Regions from separate parts of the Mus musculus genome. Here region 2 is linked to region 1. The links are chromatin contacts, called in public promoter capture Hi-C maps. All regions are on one chromosome and are shown on one strand. The core of a region is the stretch at or near the end of the contact, and the rest is flanking DNA. Distances in the headings are between cores, read along the strand shown. Region 1 holds the start of Trpa1 (transient receptor potential cation channel, subfamily A, member 1). Region 2 holds the start of Crispld1 (cysteine-rich secretory protein LCCL domain containing 1).

What was found. Promoter capture Hi-C pulls out the DNA fragments that hold promoters and counts their contacts.
Region 2: a contact with region 1 is called in a promoter capture Hi-C map of hippocampal neurons, with 5 times the contacts expected there. The contact joins the promoter of Crispld1 here to the promoter of Trpa1 in region 1. A contact is called at or near these places in 4 of 39 promoter capture datasets (the 3T3-L1 cell line, hippocampal neurons and liver).

The regions. Positions count from the first base shown.
Region 1 is chr1:14,916,746-14,920,512 of GRCm38.p6, reverse strand. Trpa1 (transient receptor potential cation channel, subfamily A, member 1) reads left to right here and starts at 1,651. Exons shown (of 26, transcript NM_001348288.1): 1 at 1,651-1,788. The coding sequence starts at 1,678.
Region 2 is chr1:17,725,277-17,729,043 of GRCm38.p6, reverse strand. Crispld1 (cysteine-rich secretory protein LCCL domain containing 1) reads right to left here and starts at 1,627. Exons shown (of 15, transcript NM_031402.2): 1 at 1,281-1,627; 2 at 130-450. The coding sequence starts at 387. It overlaps Gm16070 (predicted gene 16070), which reads left to right and starts at 1,398. Exons shown (of 7, transcript NR_130314.1): 1 at 1,398-1,945.

The DNA of each region.
Region 1 (3,767 bases), core at 402-2,901:
AGTTAGATTTCTCATAGGAATTACTCCAAACACCTCCTTTACAGGGAGCCCATCTCTCTCATGCTACCTGTTAGTGTGAAGAAAGTTGAGAGTGGTAAACTTCAATATCTGCATTCTCCACTCAAATTTTCCAGCTGTCTCCTCTCAGGTACTGGTGTTACACTCAACATCATCCCCACTGCAGGGCTTCCATTGGTCACAGCTTACTGTATCAATAAGATTTGTACAGCAGGCCTTTTCATGATTCCTCGGTGTCAATCAGCACATTAGACTCATTCCTAAATTCAGCCCGATGTAATTCAATTCTCCACGCTTTCCTGGATGCAGCCCAGTGTTGTGTCCCTGTTTTTTGTGGGTTTTAGGGTTTGGTGGTGGTGATCTGTGTTACGTGTGAATCGAATACTCTAGAACCTTAAAATGGCTCAGTTTGGTAAACCAAAATTCTGTTCTTTGCAAACTCAACCCATTTGCGATCTCGCCAAGGACAAACAGCAGCCGCAGTTGCACAGACTCCCTGTGCTGTGTCTAGCCTCATGGCTAGCTGCAGGACTATTGGATGGAGCAGAATACCCTTCTTTGTCCATGGTATACACCTATGCTGTGGAGATGTGAATTCAGGGCAGACTCAGAAAGATAAAGCCCTCAAACAATGCTACCAACAAACCCTCCGCAGATAAACTGCAGCTTCTATTTAACCTGCTATTTTATTAACCATAATGAAAAAACAACCATTTTATTAACTATCTTAAACGTCAAGGCTTAAGGCAGATGAATGCTTTTATCTACAGGAAATGCGGTCTGAGATACAAAGCGACTCAGGCTAGTCTCAATTCTAAGAGGTATTCACTTCATCCTGACAACTGGGAAGAGAAAATTTGCTGAAAATCATACTTCTGATAATTCAAGAGCACCCTCACCCTAACCTCCCGGGAGGTGGGCAGGGGCGGAACAGCCCTAGGGATTTTGTCTTATTGAGCCAATCTCATGTAGTCCAGGCTGAACTCAAACTTGCCACGCAGTCCAGGATGACCTTGGATTTCAGATCTTCCTAGCCCCACGTCCCAAGTACAGGCTTACAGCCTGTTGGATTGCTCGCGGGATCACACTATTATGCCTGGTTTTATGTAATGGAGATGGTGCGCAGGACTTCCTGAAGGTTGGGTAAGCACTTCACAGACTGAGCTATATTCCCAGTCGAACTTCTGGACGTCCAAATGGGGGAAGATTTTACTAAAAATTGCAGATTATATTCTCTCGCCCTACCCCGACCTTTCTCTCTTGTCCACTCCTGCCTCCCTGGCCACTATGAGGGGTTGTTTTTATTTTAATAAATTTGCTGAATCTGCCTCAATTTGCAATTGCTCTGTGATTTCCCTAAAGGGGAGAGTCTGGGGCAGATGCCCACTAGGTTCGTTTTTTTTTTTTTTTTTTTTTTTTTTTTTTTTTTTTTTTGTCTCCAGAGCCCCGCCTGCTACTTCCTCTACAAGTAGCCCAGGCTCGGAAAACTCTTTGCAAAAGTTCCCTCCTACCCTGCAGGCAGAATGGGGCTATAGCTGCAGGGATCTCTCCAGCAGAGCTTAGTTGTAGGTCCCAAGTCCGGCTGCAGCTTCCGGTGCCCTGTCCCTAGGTGCCGCCTTGTGGAGAGCTGCTGCGCCAGCCGGCGTCCAGGTGGAGTCAATGAAGCGCGGCTTGAGGAGGATTCTGCTCCCGGAGGAAAGGAAGGAGGTCCAGGGCGTTGTCTATCGCGGCGTCGGGGAAGACATGGACTGCTCCAAGGAATCCTTTAAGGTACTGGGGAATCGGTGGTCTGGAGCATGCTGGGGCATTGTGAAAGGTGGGAGGCTGGAAATTTCCTTTCGTTCAGTATTCTGCTGCTTTCACACTCAAGTTTATGAAGCACGGAACATGGAAATGGCAGGAGACAGTATCAGGGTACACAGCACCTGTAACTGCTAGCTGTGGTCCTCTATTTTGCTTTCTTGTTTGCATAACTCCATCTTGCCAGGGGATGGATTGGTGCCAGAGAAGATGTTCCCCTGAAGTACTTTTGAAGTTTTACAGAATTGAAATCCATAAAGCCAGGATAAATTTGGAGTGCGTGAAGTCCCTTTTCAACGTTTAAGTAGATTTTTCGTTTGAGCTGAAGTGGAACTGCTGCAGCTGAGAATCTGGTACTCAGCGATCCAACAAGTGTGTTGGGATGGAGAAGCATTTTTATCTAAAAGTGAAAAAGAGAACTCAGCACTTCAAATTGGAGACAAGGAGGCAAGCCCTGCAGCGAGTCCTATTGGGGACTCCACAAGGAGATACCTAGTGAGAAAGGGAGGTCCCGCTGTGATGGGGGCTTCTAGCTCTCAGTTCTCTGGATGTTCTGACCTATTAGAAAGTTGCACTCACTATTTGATGCTGATACTGCGGCCACTCTGAAGGGTAGAGGCAGGCTATTGGACGCCTAGAAAATCATTAGCCTTGAGATAGTAAGAAAGGAAGGGCTTTTATGAAATGGCAAGGTACTATTAACTATGGCTTCTCAATCCCCTCTGACGATTCTTCTGCACCACGGAACCATGTTAACCTTATTTTTTTGCGGGGGGGGGGGAGGAAAACGAAATGCTTGTACAAGCACAAACTTTTATAGAGCTTTCTTTAACTTGCAAAGATATGAGCTTACAGAGCTCTTGCTTTGATTCACACATGAAGTAAATTATTAGAATACATTTCAATTCAGTACTTGGAATTTACCTCTTTTTTAAAATAACCGCTTCACAGCATTTCATTATGTGGACTACATCATGATTTATTTAACTACCTATGTACTGATACACACTTAGGTCATTTTTGTTTGTTGGTTGTGTTCTCTATTTTATTTAGCTTCGATGTTTTTAATCTATGACTGTAAATGTGCTCTCAGTTTGGCTGTCTATTGGTAGCTTGGTCCAGAGCAAGAGGTGAGAGGTAAGCATAGCTTTAGGTCTGGCAGACATTATCCAACTGCTTTCTATGTAGATACCACTGCGAATGTGAGTCAAATGCATCCTACCTCACACAAACCTGTACCCCCCCCCCCACCAGATTTAACACAGGTGTCTGTCCCACGTCAGCTTAGCATATTAACCATGGCGTTTGCTGTAGTAGGAAGAACCACATGATGACTGAATTTCAATACTAGGATGAAATCGTTATAATTAATGTGGGACAGAAAGAAATTTCTTAAAATTTTTTTCAAATCTCAATTTGAAAAAAAAATCCCTCATGTAAGTTGTTTTATACAAATTTGTGGAAGAAACTTTAGTATCTTTAGTTTTATCGATTAAGTCAAGAAATTAACTCAAGTTAATACCTTTTAATAGTATTTTGGGATTTAACTATACTTTTATCTTGGTTCTCTTTCCTTTTGGATCTTATTCTGATTAGACAAATTTTATTCAAGCAAACTAAAGCAGATCGGTCTGAAGTCTCTAATTTGAAGGGCTTAATTTAGAACTAACTTCTCTAAAAATGATCTAGAGCCTGTTGTCTTGAATATAATCACAGAACTCAGAATTCAAGAGCTTAGGGATTATTCAGATCAGAAGCTACTAAACTGACTGAATTTATGTGTTTAGGGTTAAATATGTAAAATAGAAAGGTTTTACATATTTTACACATTACACCAGAGGGTTAAATATGTAAAATAGAAAGAAATAATGAAACCACATGGCAGTTCTGGAATAGCACTGATATTAAGATGAATTTTTAGTGTGCTTTCCAGATTTGAAAATCTGCAT
Region 2 (3,767 bases), core at 378-2,877, 2.8 Mb before region 1:
TGAAGAAAATGTTAAAAATTAAAGCAGAATGAGTGGGAAAAGATTAAAGAACAGCATGAATGAGTTTATCTATGCTGCCCTAGGCACCAAGAACATTTCTTTGATATACACCACGTGAACATGTCTTACCATATACTCCATATTAGAAGCTGTTGGGTACACCTGACTTCTCAGTTTATTATGGAGATCCAAGATGCTCTGCATATCATTGTCTGTGATGGCTCTTTTCCCTCTTTGCTTAGCTGTCCACCATTCACCATCCTCATCCATGTATTTTTCCAAAAGTTTCTCCAGCAAAGTGGCATTAGGAACCACCATAGCTGGAACTGCTCTAGCCACAAATAGCAGTGCGGTCACTCTGAGCCACTCCTGTGCCTTACACATCATAATGAATGGCCTCTGGGTTTCCCCGGGGAAAATCTCCAAGACAGGCTCTTCCACTCCTTGTGGCTATAAGACATGTCACACGATTCAGATGAAATTATTTTATGATAGCAAACCCCAACACATAAGCACTCCGGTTTTGAAAATACGTTTTCTATCACCTCCATTTTTCCATAAAGAACTTTTACAATGTGCTGTTGACACAAAATATTTTTCCAAGCTAACCACTAAGCCAAAAGTCGAGGGCAAAAGGAGCCGGGGAAGCTCAAGGCTTGAGAATAATTTCTGAATTACAAGGTTTTAAATGACATACCTTACAATGAGTACTATTTATATAGTGTTTTATTTTTGTCTGGAAGCTTTTACATTCTGCAGAAACTTTCAAGTTTTCTATTTAATTTGCTTTGTTTTATTTTTATTTTTAAAGGCACAATATCCCAGCATTTCATCTCTGGTTCATAGCTATTCATACACGACTCATGCCTGTATTGCTGGTACCTGGAGATGGCCCCGAGGTTCACTGCAAATGAATGGCTCAGGCCCCTGGAGCAACTTTTTTTTTTTCACCCATGTGCAGATGGAAAAATCAATCTTATTCCCATATTCCGGCAAAATTTGTGCCCAACATGTGAATTTAACCCTACCAAGCGCTCTCCTGGAGAACTTCAGAGTATGTCCCTCACATACAACAGGAGGCCAAGGTTCACTTGAACCCTGCGGGGAGGGCGTCCCCAGGACAAGGTGAAATGAAGAGTTCCTGCCCTGCAACCCATCTACCCTTTCTTGGCCAGACCTTTCTCTACAAGTCAGTTTTTCCTAGATGATGTTTCCAAACAGGGAACCAGGAAAACCTGGCAGCTGGACCACTCTGGATGCAGCTTGTGCATCGCCCTTACCTCTCCAGTGTGATGTTCCCCGGAGAGCGGAGCCTGGCAGAACTGCTTGTCTCTGCAGCTGCTCCTTGCCTTGACTCTGCCCTTCACAGAGGCGACAAGGACCAGGCCACCACGGGAGTCAGAGTGAGGAGCTGGCTGACCCCTGGGGACGCGAGCCCCTAGCTCTGCGACTCAAAGCAAACCTGGGAGGAGCAGTGGGCACGGGCTTCAAAGTTAGCAAAGTGCCCCTGAAAGCAGCTCTCAGAGTTGGGCTCCCGGTGTTCCAGAGATCTAGGGTGAGGTGGGACAAAGGAAAAACTCCCCGGGGACCTCCTGCTTCAGCTTGCAGAGCCCTGGCGCCAGGCGCTTCCGCCGCTCCTCAGCACTCGGCATTTATTGAGGTGCCTGCACAGGCACGTGATGCCAGAGCCCTCCTTTACCACCCCCACCTCCACCTCCACCCAGTTCTGGCCTGTGGGAGTCGACTTGCAGCAAGCCAGGATCTTTTGTGGGCGTGCACTGTGCCTTTGTGAGTGGAGGACGGCAAGGTCTGGACCCTGGGGGAAGAGAGCCTCTAGCTTCTCCCACCTCTCTCAGATCAAACACCCTCCCCCTAAGATTCTCTCTGATGGGATGCTGAAATTACTTACAGTCTGGTTGCAAAGGAGCTAGCCCCAGAACTTGAGGTAAGTGGGCATGGAGGTACGCTAAGAACTTCCAGTCTTGTACACACAAAAGGAAATCTAGGGGGTGGGATAAAAAGAGAAACAGGTTTTTTTATTTTTTTCTAATGGATCCCCATTGGTCTCTAGTTTCTAGAAGGAAGAAGTCTTTCTTTGGCTACTAAAGCTTAATGAGGACCAGATGGAGAAAGACTTTCAGAAGACTATTGAAGTGGATATTGCCTGACAGTTGAGACATGTCAGGAAACATGCGGTGTTGGCTTCTGAAAAAGGATCACCAGCATTTGGCATTTGTGAAAATAAGAAGAGTCCTTTAAACAATATATCATTGATAGACTGTCAGAATCTCAAAATTCAGTCCCAGGACAGATACCTGTTTTGCATCCTAGAGTAGGAATTTACTAATTGTAAACTCAAAAAGTATTGCCCTACTGAGTGTGGTGCAGTTTGTACAAGCACACTTTGTTTTGAAGTGGATTATCTAATTCCCCTGCCTTTGCATCGGCTCCTTTGAGAGTCCTCACCTCAAATTTCTGTCTCTATATCTGGAATGTCTCAAAGACCAAATCAGATTGTTCCAACCATTACCTGTCTCTTTCCATTATCCAGCTGCTCTTCTGTAGTCAGACCCCAAAGTCCCTGGTGACATGAATCTTTGTTTCCTAGAATAGCAAAGAATGGGAAGCAGACATATCAGAAAGAGAGCCACACTGAACATTCTCAGGTATAGAGTCACAAGGTTTTTCTTTAGCGTTGTACACACAGAATAGATGCAAATTTGTAGTTTGGGAATATTAATTCATAATTAGTGTCCCTAGCATTCAGGAAATAGGGCTTTTACATCTAAAACAGTCCAGTTTCTGATAAAGGACAGGTGATATAGTAATAGTATAGTATAGTAAAGATGGAGATCATGTCTACATGGAACACTTTATGTGTCATTGAAAAATCATAGAGAGAATTGAGTTAAATCTGTTAAAAGTGATTGCATATTTTTGAAATATTTGAAGAGGAACTTAAATAAAGATGATAAGAAATTTGGTAAGGCAATTATCACATTTAATATAAGAATGGCCTAAATATTCATCATATTAAGCATAAGCCTTCAATAATCTTGCATTTCCAATTTACTATATAAGCTTTTCTTTGATACAGTTCATGTTTTTATTTATTATTGCAACGTCTATTTGTCAACAGAAAGGCACAACTTATCCACATCAAATGAATGTCAAAATGGCACTTTGGTTTATGACTGAAGCAGTCCCTTGTAAAGCCATGGCAGGTTGTGGCATTTCTACTCTATTGTGGCAGATACTGCTGTGTACTTGGCCAACACATAATCTCCCACATCTTTGTTCCATCTGAAACTGTAGCGTCTGGTTTTACATGGGGTCCCCACCTTCTCATCAGCAGCAACCTTAGGAAGTGACTGGTGCTTATTCTAAGCAACGTTGAAAATAGATCCCTGTAGCAGTGACTAGTGTAGTAAGAGACAGTTCAAGCAATGCTTGCTCATCATTCAAGGAAGGCAGGGCTGAATTTAGAGCTGAGGACAGGGGTTGCAGTGGTTTTCTTTTGTGATCAAAAGAAAAATTATCTTTAGGTGCTAATTTGTGAGATTTGAAAAGTACAGTTGTTATTGAGCAAAGAGAAGGGACAGACTAAAGAATGACCTCTTTACCTGTTGAACAAAAGAATAAATAGTGTCTGTTCCTCCCTGTTCCTGACCAATCACTCCATTTTCTTGTTATGGGAGATAACAAATGGATGTTTAAGCCACACTGGCTTGGCTTGAGTATTAGCTACTTGTAGCCTAAAGCACTGG